Linked DNA regions of Mus musculus: all the other regions are linked to region 5. A link is a contact called in public HiChIP or PLAC-seq and promoter capture Hi-C data. All regions are on one chromosome and are shown on one strand. Each heading gives the region's core, a stretch centred on a gene start, on an enhancer-like site or on the middle of the called end of the contact. The rest is flanking DNA. Distances are from core to core; before and after follow the strand shown.

Evidence for each region. Promoter capture Hi-C pulls out the DNA fragments that hold promoters and counts their contacts. HiChIP or PLAC-seq counts read pairs in DNA pulled down with a chosen protein or histone mark.
Region 1: a contact with region 5 is called in a promoter capture Hi-C map of liver, with 2.0 times the contacts expected there. The contact joins the enhancer-like site here to the promoter of Kif13b in region 5. A contact is called at or near these places in 5 of 39 promoter capture datasets (the C10 cell line, hematopoietic stem and progenitor cells, liver and 1 more) and 1 of 9 other capture datasets (adipose tissue).
Region 2: a contact with region 5 is called in a promoter capture Hi-C map of hippocampal neurons, with 2.4 times the contacts expected there. The contact joins the enhancer-like site here to the promoter of Kif13b in region 5. A contact is called at or near these places in 3 of 39 promoter capture datasets (3T3-L1-derived adipocytes, hippocampal neurons and liver), 3 of 115 datasets of contacts at active chromatin or transcription factors (bone marrow-derived macrophages, differentiating embryonic stem cells and extraembryonic endoderm stem cells) and 1 of 9 other capture datasets (liver).
Region 3: an H3K27ac HiChIP or PLAC-seq map of extraembryonic endoderm stem cells shows a contact between it and region 5, with 4 times the contacts expected there. The contact joins the promoter of Pinx1 here to the promoter of Kif13b in region 5. A contact is called at or near these places in 1 of 39 promoter capture datasets (pre-B cells), 1 of 484 Hi-C or Micro-C datasets (CD4 T cells), 1 of 115 datasets of contacts at active chromatin or transcription factors (extraembryonic endoderm stem cells) and 1 of 9 other capture datasets (liver).
Region 4: a contact with region 5 is called in a FOXA1 HiChIP or PLAC-seq map of pancreatic cancer cells. The contact joins the promoter of Elp3 here to the promoter of Kif13b in region 5. A contact is called at or near these places in 2 of 39 promoter capture datasets (3T3-L1-derived adipocytes and liver) and 2 of 115 datasets of contacts at active chromatin or transcription factors (embryonic stem cells and pancreatic cancer cells).

Annotation. Positions count from the first base shown.
Region 1 is chr14:65,374,450-65,377,361 of GRCm38.p6, forward strand. The region is part of intron 1 of Zfp395 (zinc finger protein 395); the gene reads left to right. Among named protein-coding and RNA genes, the nearest start is that of Zfp395, 17 kb to the left of the region's middle. Within about 2 kb of position 1,357, at least 298 of the 459 cell types and tissues checked have an H3K27ac peak or open chromatin away from gene starts, as enhancers often do. A contact at or near this core is called in adipose tissue, hematopoietic stem and progenitor cells, liver and 1 more, where this site is marked.
Region 2 is chr14:64,138,171-64,140,870 of GRCm38.p6, forward strand. The region is part of intron 5 of Msra (methionine sulfoxide reductase A); the gene reads right to left. Among named protein-coding and RNA genes, the nearest start is that of 9630015K15Rik, 23 kb to the left of the region's middle. Within about 2 kb of position 1,366, at least 55 of the 459 cell types and tissues checked have an H3K27ac peak or open chromatin away from gene starts, as enhancers often do. A contact at or near this core is called in hippocampal neurons and liver, where this site is marked.
Region 3 is chr14:63,858,872-63,861,686 of GRCm38.p6, forward strand. It overlaps Pinx1 (PIN2/TERF1 interacting, telomerase inhibitor 1), which reads left to right and starts at 1,441. Exons shown (of 7, transcript NM_028228.3): 1 at 1,441-1,576. The coding sequence starts at 1,558.
Region 4 is chr14:65,591,692-65,594,476 of GRCm38.p6, forward strand. Elp3 (elongator acetyltransferase complex subunit 3) reads right to left here and starts at 1,421. Exons shown (of 15, transcript NM_001253812.1): 1 at 1,234-1,421. The coding sequence starts at 1,309. It also overlaps a transcript of Nuggc not described here.
Region 5 is chr14:64,651,220-64,653,989 of GRCm38.p6, forward strand. Kif13b (kinesin family member 13B) reads left to right here and starts at 1,322. Exons shown (of 40, transcript NM_001081177.2): 1 at 1,322-1,437. The coding sequence starts at 1,383.

The DNA of each region.
Region 1 (2,912 bases), core at 107-2,606, 720 kb after region 5:
TGTCTGTGGTTCTGGAAAATTGCTCAAACTCACTGGGGCTCAGTTTGCTTATCTGGGAAATGGGGATGGCCAGGGCACATATCTTGTGAATTATCTAGGAGGATTAAATGAAGTACAAATTTCGAACTGCACATCGAGTTACTGGAGCTTGGGTAGCTGAATCAGCAAAGCTATTGGACTGGTCCTGAACATAGCCTCTGAAAGACTGTGGTTTGTGTGTCAAGTTTCCTATTCCGTGCTTGTCTGTTGATGTTGTAACCAACCGTTCTAATGAAGTAGCCATGAGCACCTGTGCTCTTAGGTCATAGGTGTGTGTGTGTGCGCGCGCCTGTGCCTCTACTCTGGGCAGGGTTGGAACCATCCTTGTCTTCTTCCTCCACTTAGCATTGTCTTCAGGACCTAGGCCCTGACACAGCCGTGTCAGCAGATGGCTAGGGTCTGGGGCTTTGCTCAGTGGTACTGCTGGCCCCAGGTTTCTGGTGAGTCAGTGCTCAAGTGCGTCCTAGCGCCAGTGTGGGCCGGATCTGCTCCACGAGGCTGGCCAGGCCACACCCCGGGGAAGTTTGGCAGTCAGCCTTGAACACCCTGGGCAGGGCCCCAAGACAGATGTAGGCACAGGGGAGTGAGCAGGGGAGCAGACCGTGGCTGAAGAGAGGTGACAGGCGCCTGGTCATGTGGGAGACAGACATTCCCTCTCTCTGGACTCCCTAAATGTCTAGGCTTGCATTGAGTATGCACTGAGGACTGACCCCAGGGGGTTTGCTGGCCAGGAGGCCTCTAAGAGCAAGAGGTTGGATTTCTTTTCCCCTAGCTTGCTGAAGTCAGCTTGGTTGGGATTCCAGTTAATTAGTGGCTCACCCATGGTAGGCTTCTGGATTCCCTTGAGAGTAAGTAGTTGTATTTCAGGTTCTGGTCGGGTACCCCGGTGCAATGCCAGTTCCTAGATGGCTGTTGGTGGACAGTGGCTGTGCAGAGCTCAGAGTCACTTGCTATGTTATTTAGCACGGGCCTCACGGCCATGAGAGGAACATGGTCCTTCTGGATTTGGCGCAGTGTGCAGGCATTGGCTCAGTGAGGCAGATGCAGTCTCACCCTCACAGGTGAGGTGCGGAGCTTCGGACTTGAAGGTGGTGGTTGCTGGTGGCTTCTGGAGTGGACACTGATTCCTGAGGGGTACTTAGTTAGTGCCTTGATCTCCACCCTCCCTGTTGAGTGTCTGTGCAGGCACAGTATTCCTTGCATGTGCGCACACTGTTTGTCATTGTTAGTTGTAAGTCTCACACTCCAGCCTGGTGCCTGAATCGCCGGCACATTTGCTGGCACCCGGAGCCTGGTTCTCCGCCACAGGGAAGGTGCAGGGCTGCCGGGTGACCTATTGATTTCAGCCAGGAGCGTCGCCAGGTACTTTGCCTCTTCCGCCAAGCCCTCTGCTTGTTTATTTGGCCTTGTCAGGGAATGTGGTAATGTCAGGGAGTGACGTCTGAACCCTGCAGCCTCCTCTTCCAAGTGGGCTCACCGTCAGCAGCCATTCTGTTCATTTGGCATCACCAGGGTCTGAGGTTAATCCGTTCAAATGGTGACCACGTTCTAAAGGGCACTTGCTCTAAGCACTTCTTTGGAAAAAGAAGAAAGAAAAAAGAATTATATCCTATGCTCTGCTTCTCTTCAAGGAGGAAAATGTCACCTGCTCTCCTTTCGCCAGAGGCCCCTTCTTTCCTGGGTCACCCTTCCTACCCCTCAATTCCTGGAGAAGGGAGAACCAAACCCAGGAGGAGCCACCAAGACTGTAAATGTTCCCCCACCGGGTTCCTAAGGTGATCTTGGGCAAATGAGTGGCTTTCTTAAGGGACCCTGCTTTCTCCACGGCAAAAAGGGGTACAACTGTCCCTCCAAATTAAAAATGATCTTTCATTCACTTACTGTGTGCCTGTGCCTGTACCTCGCATGTGCGTGTGGAGTTCGGCCAGAACACAGCCTAGTCTGCAGGAGGTGGTTCTAGTCTTCTACCATGTGAGACCCAGGGATGTGGTTCAGGTCCCTGGGCTTGGTGACAGGCACCTTTTCCCCTGAGCCATCCTCCATGTTTTATTGGGTTACTGGGGTAGGAAAGAACAGCAGCCCCCAAATTGTCTGTTAAATTGAGAGTAGACAGGGAACCACCTGAGTGTTTGCCCTTTGAGCTCCAGCACCAGGCTCCGAAGCTTGCCGGGAAAAGCCACAGAGCTGCCAGCTGTCTGGGGCCTGTCTCCCCGGGGAGACTCTGCTCCTAGTCCCCTCCCCTGAGACCTGCCTGGCTCTGGGGAGAGTGCCAAGTCAGCACTCCTTTATCTCCCTGTCTCCTCCGGGGAGGAGTTTGAGCCCAGTTTCAGTCAGGTTTAACCATAACATTCCCTCTCTGTTATGTATGTATTTACTTTCTGCTGGTTGAAACAGGATCTTCTTACTGTGTTGTCTAGGCTGTTCTCCCCTGCTTCAGCCTCCTCAGGACTATAGGGATTGCACCTATACATGTATTACCTGCTTTTTGCCCGTTCTTTTCCTCTGTGTGTGTGTGTGTGTGTGTGTGTGTGTGTGTGTGTGTGTGTGTGTGTTCAGAGCTAGGGGTTGAACCCAGAGCTTTGGTGCATGCTATTTCAATGCTGGCTCCCCCCCCTCCTTTTCATCTTTTAAAAACTTTGAAACTGAGTCTCACTAAGTCCCCAGGCTTGCCTTGAACTTACTGTGTAGCTTAGTCGGGCCTTGAACTTGGAATCCTCTTGCCTCAACTTCCCGGTTAGCTGGGATCACAACCCTGCCTGCACTATAAGGCCTGCCTCTTATGAAATCAGTCTTAGAGCAGAGTTTGAGTGCTGTCTAAGGCCCTGCCTTGGGCGGGAGAGATGGCTCAGTGGATAAGGACACTTGTTGCTCTT
Region 2 (2,700 bases), core at 116-2,615, 510 kb before region 5:
CTCTAGCCACTACCTGCCTTTGTCTATCTGTCGCCCTTAAGCCAGTCTTGCTTGTTCATGTTACTGCTTTAAAATGGGTCCCCCAACACCGACCATGGACACAGGGGACTGAGGAAGCTTAACTGTGAAGGTTCAGGGTTTGTCATTATTCTCTGCTCTGTGAAATGTGGCTCTCTTTTTTTGTCCTCTGTTCAAGAGCACACACACACACAACTCATAAACTCTCCCAGCCCTGAGAGAAGTCCCAGAAGTTTCTCCAGTCCGTGAACCTCATGGTGCACTAGCGTGGCAGAGAAGTAGCCTGAACCACGGATTTTACAGAGAGAAGAAAATTCCTACATACCTTGCAGAAGTCAAAAATCAGAAGCAGACAAATGGGGGACAACACTGCTGTTTATGCTTGAGGGTGTTCTGAAGTGACAGAGGGGTGTGAGAGGTACAGGGCTGATAGTGCTGAGGACAGAAGACACCCACAAGTCTTGAGCCATGCTGCCCCAACCCTCAGAGAGCTGAAAGCTGCTTCTCTGGGAACCCCATAACCCTTTTCCCCGATACCTTATCTACTTTCACGACTTTGGCCAACCGAGTCCTTCAACCTTTCCACACTTGACTTGGCTCACTTCTAAAATGACAATATTCTCCTTTGAGGTGTTTCTTAAGCTCACAAAATACAGCAAGTGGGCCTTACTTTTATTTTCCGGATGGATAACAGAAACTTAGAGAGGTCCAGTTGCTTGCCCGAGGTCACACAGCTGACAAGCGGCCATGGACCAAAGGAGACCAGACTGGGCCATCAGTATTAGACTTTCTGCCAGTGCCTCTAGATGGAAACACTATCTTGCCTCTCCTCCTGGACATGGGATGACTCCTTTTCTAGCTCCAGCCTGGCTGACAGGCACCAGGCTGTCACTCCACAGAGAGTTACGCGGAAGGGTGGAAGGAGAGTCCGACCTTGTGTTGGGAAAACAGGAGACAGTGCAGGCTTCTGCTGTGTCATTCAGATCCCATTCAGGTCACTCCGGGTACCTGATTGACTCCCCACCATCCTTTGTACTTTGTGGTCCACAGTATGTGTGCATGCACATGTGCACACACTTGGTGTTGACCTCTGATTCTTTCCACCACTCCCACGATCCCCAGCACTCCGGAGGATGCCCTTTACTCCTTGACTATCCAGATTCCAACTAAGTATCACGAAGGGAAGAAGGAAAATGGCTGGGTAAGGAGCACAGAGCTTTATTCTGCCCCCATCCCTCTGTCTCCCTCTTTGAGAACCTGGCACTGGGAACATAGCTCTTGCCTGCCAGGGACAGAGCAGCAGAGACTTGGCCGTGGTCTCAGCCAGATGTCACTCTCATCTGGCGGCCTTGGCTAGCTCAGTGTTTGGAATGAACAGCCCAAACATGGGGCAGGCGGGGCCCCTGCAGGGATGTGGGCAGAAAAGCTGAGCCCTAGCAATGCCCACAACTCTCTGTTTAAGGTGCAGGCAGGCAGCAGGAAAGGGGACATCAGAAGGGCAGCCACTTTCCCTTCTGACCCCTTCTCCTCCTGGATCCCTATCTCAGCTGTGGATGTGGCCCTATCTTGTTATTTTACCAAGAGACCAGACTCCCACTCACCTCTCTAGGGGAACAGCTCCCGGAAGTCTTGTGTGTCTTCCGTACACAGGACTCCACTCAGGATAACAGATGGAAGGAGCCAGGAGTGGCCCAGGCCCTGCATCTGGAGGCCTGGGGCCACTGCAGCTTAACCTTTGTAGCCTCACTGGGCCAAGGCCAAAGTCATACCTAGGGAGCTATGAAAATCCCATCCTGCACTGCACCAAATGAACCAGCAAAGACATACACAGTCCTGCTACCATGATGGATAGTGAGCTGGGCCTGTCTGGAACAAGGAGCCTCTAGATTCACAGACTGTCAAATGCTGAAGGGTCCCAGGCTGAGGTGGGGGCCCCTAGAACCTTGTGGGGGGGGGTTCTAAGAGGATGCTGGCTTCACCTGCAGCCAGAGGCAAGGTGCCTCAGAATAGAGTGAGGGTTGATCAGTATGTCAGGGACCGCATCATCATGTGCAGGGGGGTGGCACCGTGTGCTGCCTGCCAACGGGCCCATTTCGGTCACCATCTGCAGCAGAGAGTGGGACACCTGTCAGAAACAGCTGCTGACGGCAGATCGGAGTGTGTGTGTGGGTGCTTTGTGGTGGCCTGGAGCCGGGCACGCTGCCGGCCCACAGGAATGCCAACCGTGGACCTGGTGTGGAGAGAGGCGGTGAGAGAATCCCACTCCTCACTTCCACATAGGCAGGGCAATCACCGAAACTTCCTGCCTCCCTGGACATAGATTCCACCTGTTGTCTCTCTCATGGACAGAAGAGACAGCAGGGTTCCCTGTGGTGAAAGAGAAATGCCAGAACAATCCAGGAGAGAGCCTAAGACCTCCTGTAGTGAATACCCCAGGCATCTCTGTGGAGGGAGGGGGGAATGGCAACTGGGTATGTTCCTGGCTCTGTTGGAAAGAGTGTCCCCATGTGTGTGGCACTGAAGTAATAGGTTGGGCCCTTTCTTATATGGTCCACCCTGATGGGGTTTAATCTTTCAAAGTATCTGGACTTTTCTTTTTAGATAAATGAAGTTCAGTTCATCAACATAAAATAAAAAACTTTAATCCTGTAACAATTTGCAGTGAGAAATCTTTCCAAATGG
Region 3 (2,815 bases), core at 191-2,690, 790 kb before region 5:
CTTGCTTCAGACTCCAGGGCTGCGTGGATTGCATACTTTCCTTTCTGTCCTCTCCACACTTGCTCCTCCAATTCTTCTTAAACTGGGGTTAATGGACAATAGAAGTTTACGATGCTCCCCAAAGATGTTTTCAAACAAACAAAGGACAAAGACTTTCAAAGGTAGCTGATGCTGTGATCCAGGGACACTCACCAGGAATTCTACTCTTTGGTGAATCTGCCTTGTCCTGTAAAGATCTTTTAGAGAGGAGTGAGGGGTCATACATCAAAGCTGGTGTCCTCACTGAATGTGAGGAAATGCTCCTGTGTGCCCTCCTTCTTTAAAGCTCACCGTTTACCTGGGCTTGGGCTTGGTTATCTAGAACAGGAACCCTGGCCCAGGGAAAGGGAAAGGATTTGGGGCAAAGCCCAGATATCCTAAGTAGGTGATTTGGTCAGACCCAGCCCCATTGCCACACGGTCACATTTACTGCCTCTTCTTTCTTGTTAATAATTGGTGGTCAAGTACACAATCATTCTTGGCTGGGGGCTATCAATGTCCTCATCTTACAGGTAGGTAAACGTGACAGTCATGCCTGATTCTCAGGTCCTCCAGCACAGCCCTATTTCACCAGCACACTGCATCATAGAAGAGTTGCCCTGAGTGCATCGGGGGTCTACATGGTATCTTGTTAGGTCTGATGAAAAATGGATGTGACCTTCCTAAGGAAAGACAAAACGAGGGAAGAAGAGCCTTTGGAAGGTAAGGGCACTGGCCGGTGCTGAAGGCATGGCTAAACAAAGAAGATTTGAGAAAAGCTAAGGTCTATTTGGAAGTCGAAGCCTTGACAAAGAAAGGGACGTTGAAGGGAGAGGCTAGAGGAAAAAAGGGCAAATAAACAGCGTGGGAGATAGCTGAGGTCACACCTTTGGAGGAGACAGGACAGCAAAAAGAGGGAACAGAATGTGACAGGACGCATTGAGCAAAAATGCCAGGGAGAGCGATGGAACTGGGAAAGGCCTCTGGGATTTAAGTCTGTCACAGCGAAGACCACGAAAGAGTTAACATTTCTCGGCCGGCCGTTAAGCACAAAACCACGGTGTTTCATTTGACTTTGCCAGCTAGGTGGCTGTTTCTGCCTTCTCTCCCTCCCTCCCTCCTCTCTCAGCATCCCACAATGGGCAGAGGTAGAGTGTGAAGAGCATAGGTCCCTTCCAGTGCCAATACCTTCCTCTTCGGCCGTCTCTCCAGCTCTTTAAATGTACCCATGGTTCACAGAACCCCGGACAACTCTAAGGTTGCTTGCACACCCGCTTTCAGAGTTAAACTGCGAACTGCGCACGAACCAGCTCTGCCCCAGCCCTAGAAAGAATCTGTGCCTCAGTCCCCCAAGGCGGGTCCGCCCCTCCGCTTCATGCAGTTGGTAGCGAGTCGCGCGTGGTGACGTCAGTAGTACGCGCCCCAGCGAAGCTCTCCACCCGGCGTGCTTTCCGAGCCGGCTTCTTCCTTAACCGCGCTTCAGGTTCCTCATAACCGCTGGGCGTCAGGCCAGAGGCAGCGTTCGACAAACTTGAGACAATGTCGATGCTAGCAGAGCGTGAGTGTCTGCCGAGCTGGACGACCGGGTGATGGGATGACGGGGGCGCGGGTGTTCAGGCCCGAGTGGGGACAGCAGTGACTGCCGGGCCCGCGAGGGACAGAGAACAGCAACGTCCCGCAGACTCAGTTCCTGGTACTAAAGGCTCGGGTCGTGCGCGCACGCGTGCATTCCGACATTCAGGACACCGAGTCTCAGACTGTTGTTCCTGGAGATTCTTTCACTTTTCCAGGCTCGAACCAAGTGTCCTGGGGTTTCACAAAGATAGGTCCCATAGCATCGCTTCAGGCCCTGAATTCCAACTGTCCAAAATGTATTGGACCCAGAGGAAAAAAGCAGAAGGATTACAAGTGTCAGGCAGTGATAAGTTCTTGACCGGAGTGCAGGCTGATGAATGGTTTTAATCGAGACTGAGAGATAGTAGCTGTGGTTAGCCTCTGAAGTCCACTAATTCCCTCCCCAGAAGCTACTTTGTTCCTGAATGAGACTACGTGTAGCTATGGATTCTTGCCACCAGTTGGCAGTCGTGTGATGCTCACAAAGAACTGGCTTTTAACTTTTCCTGGAAGTTGTGTAGCTATCAAAGAACATAAACATATTATTTTCTTTTTTAAAAGATGCCATCGTGTCTATCGGGCAGTGGTGGCGAACTCCTTTAACCCCAGCCCTCGGGAGGCAGAGGCAGGCGAATTTCTGAGTTCGAGGCCAGTCTGGTCTACAGAGTGAGTTCCAGGATAGCCAGGGCTACACAGAGAAACCCTGTCTCGAAAAAACAAAACAAACAAACAAAAAAAGTCACTGTGGCGTTTTAGAACAAAGCATGTTTTAGTGGAGCACACTGCTTTTCCTGAAGGCAGCTCAATAGGTTATAGACTGGAAACTGCTCTTTCTAGGTAGATCCCTCTTCCTGGCAGTTCACCTGGTCTCTACTTCCATGAAAATGAACTAGTCTCTGCCTCACCCAGGCTTTAAAGATTTTAGTGAGGTAACTGGATGAATCTAGTTTGGAATGTCAGTGGTATACAGGATGAACAAGTGACCTGACAGCCAGTTCTTTATGCAGCAGGGCAGTGCATCTTGGGTCAGTATGTGACAGGGATGCCTTTCTTAGGGGAGAGGCGGGCTCCTTACAAACCTTGGTCAGCAACCCTTGGCAGGCATTCTCCACACATGGGTCTGACACACACATGCAGAGCACTGGTTAATATGGCTGTCTTTGCTGTGCTCATGAGCAAGACA
Region 4 (2,785 bases), core at 171-2,670, 940 kb after region 5:
AAGGAACAACAAGAAGGAACAAGGCTAGGCATAAGAACTACCTATTCTGGTGAAAGGAGATCTATCTAACTTGACCACAGGTTGCCTGAGCAGGGTTCAGTAAGTAGACAGTACACTGGCCACTAGGCAAAGGCATTAAACGTAACAGAAAAAAATTATACATTCTCAACTCTGTAACTTAAGAAAAAAAAAGTAGTTTTTTTAAAAGAGAGATTACCAATATAACAAATATGTCAGAAAGCTAAAAAAAGAAAGATACAATCAATGTAGATGATAAACAAAAGCCAGATCTACACACATGAAAACTTCAGTTTGAATCCCTGCTCCCATGTTCGAAGCTAGGCCACATTCATGCCCGTAACGTGGGGACCATGGAGGAGTGGGCAAGGGAGACGGGCTGGCTGGGGCTTGCTGATTGCCAGCCTAGGAATAAACACGTTACAGTAAAGTAAGATCAAACGGATCTAGTGCATGTTGTGTTTGATGTGACAAGTATATAGAACATGTCTAGAAGGGCAGTTCCAGTTAGTGCCAAGAGCGGTGACCAATACCGCACTGACTTTTCATTTGATGCTTCCGATGTCACAGGCAGCTCCTCACACTAAGTATAAACTTTGACTGGAAAAGTTAACCAAACCTCAGCTTTTTCGAGCATGAAATGACAACACGTCTTCAAAATGACTGGGAAAGGCTCAATACCCAGCTATTATTGTGACATCCAACAGTAATATTATCAGACCAACTCTTCAAGGGCAGTACAGAGTTAAGAATGGAATCTATTGCAAAAAAAAAAAAAAGATTTAAAAAAAAATGACTTCATCCTGTTGAAAAAAAAACCAAAAACTGCACAGTTACTCCAGACTACTCCGGAGGTAAAATAAATGCAAGTAAGTCACGTAAAGCTATTGCACAAACTGCACAATCTCTACCTTAAGGAGGCCTTTCCTACTTTAAGATTTAAAAAACAAAAACAAAAAACAAAAACACCTTAAATAAACACGTCCAGTAAATTACCGCAAATTAACCTGCAACTCAACACCTATCTCCTCTGAAAGTTATCTTGGAATAGCAGTACCGTTTACCCATCTACACAAAAAACAACAAGTAGTCTCTTCCAAAGGGGAAGAGAGAAGGGGGCTGTTTTACAAAGGACAGATAGGAAGGGAGGCCCGCCAACCGGGGTCCCGCGGGCCCAGACCAAGCAGTAATTCCCATGGAAAATTGAGCTTCAACCTGTGATCTCAGAGAATCCACTTCCTCCCTTGCGCCCTTGTCCCACGTATTTTGCACCTTTCCTCTTTTGCCTCATCTCTGCGCTGGCGTAGCAATATGCCACCACGTTACCGCGGTTTAGAAGGCGGAGAAACTTAGCAGCCGTAAAGCCGCCCGGGACTGTCGTGAAAACACAGCGACTGTACCATAAAGCTCTTCCCAGAAGGCGGAGCGCGGAGCCCCGCCCTGTCTAGGTGGCAGCTCCCAGCTCTCTGAGACTGGGAGGGGATGTGCACAGTGATTTAGTGGGGCATTGGAGAATTCCTGGGGACCAGAAAGGTGGATCTGGGAAGTAACGATAGTACAGTTTAGACGCTTCTCCAAGAAGCTGGGACGAAAGTGAATTGTAACCAGAGTTCCTTAAGCAAAAGCCTGGCCTTTGACAACTTCTGCAAGAGGGGCTGGGCCACTTGTCGCTAGTATAGCCAACAATGTTGACATAAAGGAGACCAGATTCGCCCTCCCACTGACACCCGGGGTGTTGACATACCTTTTTTTTTTTTTTTTTTTTTTTTTTTTTTAAGTTATGGAAGAATTGAGGGCAGGAGACAAGAGGTATGTTTAAACAGTCCTGGGTTAAGATGTGGTCTGGTTGATCATTATCTCAGTTCTGGTTTTCAAGGTGGTCAAAGTCTTTATCGCTGCATCCCTTCCGGAGATCCATTTAGCTCCTACAAGGTGAGATCATTCAGTGCTCCAAGGTGCAGCCCTGACGAATAATAGTCCTTATATAGGCAGGAGTCTAGCCTTTGAGACTTTGTTTTCTCTGGACTCAAGGTGACTTGTAGGTTTAGGACGATTAATCTTTGTACCTTCAGCCAAAATAAAGGAGACAGGCACAAAATGAAGACAGATACCAGACCTTTATCTTGCACTTAGTTGCTTGTCTAAGTGCCTATTTCAAGAATCTTGGAAGTGAGTAGCCCTTGTGTGGGGACTTGGGAGCTCAGATACACCACACATAGAGATGGGATAGAAATCCCACATACCATGAACATTAAACCTTCAGTGTGATAACGCTAAGTTCTGATTTCCCTAAAAGACAGCAAACAAGAAGCAAGTATCAGTTTGATCTTTCAGGCTTTGCAGCCTAGAGGATTCCTGGGTCTCTGATTTTTCTTGATGACAATCTTGAAAACACTAGGTGAGACACCATGTACAAAATTTTGCAACATCTGGAGATGGGACTTGGAATAACTTTTTCTTGAAACCCTTCCATGACCTCCTTTGTGTATGGACCAAAGATTAAGAATCCTTGATATTAATAAAGAATGGAAGGTGTGATGTTTCAAGTTTCTTATTACCCAGTAGAGTTGAGGTAGCTCTGACTTGGTTGTCACCACTACACTGAAACTGTCCTGGTCAAGACTTTGAGATTTTTCAGTGTACCAAATTATCTTAATACCACCCTCTTGTCAACAAAACTAACTTCCCTGAAAATATTTTTTTAGATAAGGGCCCCCCACTCTAGAATTTTCAATCATTATTATTATTTCAGTCTCTTATAGATATC
Region 5 (2,770 bases), core at 72-2,571:
CAGTCTGTCTACTGAGTGAGTTTACAGACCAGCTAGGGCTAGATACAGAGGCAGGCGAGAGAGGCCTCAGGTCTGTTATTCCAGCTACTTGAGAGGGTGAGACAGGAAGATTGCAAGTAAAAAGCTAATTTGAGCAACTCATGTGGACCTCTATCAAAACCCAAAGCACAGGGGCTGGAGAGCTGGCTCACTGGGCTCTATTCTCTGCCCCTATGTGGTGGCTCGCAACTCTCTGTAATTCTAGGTCCAGGGGATCGGATGCCCTCTTCTGAATTCAGCACAGGCATACAGATATACATTCAGGCAAACATCCATAAACATAAAAAAAGAAGAGAAAAAGAAGTAAAAAAACAAAACAAAACAAACCCCAAAAACCCCACCCATCCAATGAAAAACTATAACAAAACTCCAAACAGGGCCATTGAGATGGTTCAGTGGGTAAATGTTCTGGCTTGCTAGCCAGATAACTGAATTCCATCCCTAGGACCCACAGGGTAGATAGAAGGAGAGAACTGACTCTTGAAAGTTGTCTTTTGACACATGCTCCCACATGTGTACACACACACACACATCCAATAAATAAATAAATAAATAACAAGTACATTACACAGAAGGGGAAAGGCCCAGCACCAACAAGGCAGTGTATGTATTTTCCCAGCTCACTAGCCCATTCCTATTCTTAGAAGTGCCTTTTCTTTCTTTCTTTTTCTTTTTTCTTTTTTTGAGACAGGGTTTCTCTTTATATTCCTGGCTATACTGGATCTCATGCTATAGACCAGACTGGCCTCAAACTCAACAGCGATCAGCCTATTTTTGCTTCCCAAGTGCTGGGGTTAAAGGCCTGTGACACCATGGCCAGTTGGCTTTCTCTTTCTTAATAAACTATCTCTACTTTTATTATCTCAAAAAATAATAAAAGGAAGGCTGGGAATATAACTCAAGGATAGAGCGCTTGCCTACCATTCATAAAGTGCTAATTTTAATGTCCAGAAAACTCTCCACACGCACACAAAAGAGAAGTTAGGTGTTGCGGGATGGACAGGGAAAATCCTGCAACAGATAGGAAGGAAGGAAGAGAGAGGAAGAAGTAAAGAAAGAGAAGGAAAAGAAAGGAGAGGGAGGTACAGGAACAGCGGCACAATTGTAAAACGGCGACAGATGACTACAAGTTCCAGAGAGCGGCGCGCGAATTTTCCCGCCAGCGCCTCGGCCTGACTTGTGGGAACTACACATCCCAGCATGCCCCGGGACGCACCGGTCCTCGCCCCTCGTCGGTCCCGCCCCCTTTTCCCCCACAGCCCCCGCCCGCCGGGTTGGCCTCGGAGAGTTTGTCCGGTGGCCGAGGTAGACGGAGGTGCAGTGAGAACCCCGGCGGTAGCACGATGGGAGACTCCAAAGTGAAAGTGGCGGTACGGGTCCGGCCAATGAACCGACGAGGTGAGCGCTTGTCCCGGGCCGGGGGCGACAGGTGCCTGTGGTGGTAGAGCTTCGGCGTCCCGGGGGTCTCGGCGGGCTCCCTTCAGCGCGCGTGCGCCCTCGACGGCGCGGTCGGGCCCTCAGCCCTCCGCCCCGCCAGCTGTCACCGAGCTCTCCAGGCCTGGGGCAGCTCCGGCCTCGCAGTCCTCCTGTGTACGCAGCTCTTAGGGCGGACAGCCCTACTTTTCGATTTTCCACGTTCTCCCTTGAACCTGCACCTTGTGGCTGTTTGCAGAAAAGGAAGGACATGCATGCCTTCTTAGTTCTTTTCTGGTTTATGACTGTCGAGAGGTTTCCTTTTTTTCCTTTTGCTTGAAGTGATAGTCATCATCTCAACAATAAATAGTCTCAGTGCCAAGATTCTTGGGAAATTGTATCTTTCAGACATGCTCTGAAGTCTGTAGGGAGGGTAGAGAAAGTAGATAAACCCAGGACACGTAAATCATCTATCCAAGTTGGAAAGACTGAAGCCCAACTTGAATCCGGGGAGTAGCTGCTTTTTGCCTCTGTAGCTTCACCAGAGGGTGACTGGGCAGGGTACTTAAAATGAGGTGATGTGTTTGAAAACACTTTCTAGACAAGTCTTGTTATTGAGGTTGCTGCCGCGCTCCCGGGAGATGGAATTGCTGCTAATTGATTTAGACTACTGACTAGCTAGAGCCATTATTAAGTGCAGGAGTCATTTTCCAAGGTTTCTAGTTTGTTTTACTGTGTTTAAAGTCTAGTGTGTAGGAAATAGTTTTTCTGTCTCCTTGCCCTTTTGTGTATGTATTGAGGTAAGTAGGTGTAAAAGTTAACAAAGATTTCTCTGGTTGGTTGTTCCTTGGGAACTTGGTGTCTCTGTTTTCTTGTCGTTGGTTTGCCTACTTGAACCTGCTGAAGTCTATGAGGCAAGCTTTTCCCCTGAAGACGGAACTTTTTAAGCTCTCAGCTCATTGCCTCCTAACATCCAGGTTCTCACAAAACAGAGTGAGTAGCTTAGAAGTCTGAAAGTTTTCAGTTCTCCCATTTTTTGAGTATCCAGACATCTTTATTTTAGATCACTTCACCTCATTGTGATCATTACTGCGATTAAAAAAAAACTAAAGAAAAAAAGAAAACAGCCAAATGAAATCCGACATATCTGGGAATGATTCGGAAAGGAAGGGTTCAGCACATTCTTAAAATTTCCTTTTTGCAAAACCCTTGGAAATGTCAGTGCTGAAGGAGGCCTCTAACCAGCCACCACAGCAGGGTTTGGCACAGATAGTTAGAGCCGGACTCTTCCTTGTTTTCTCTTACTGGGAGGAAGCTA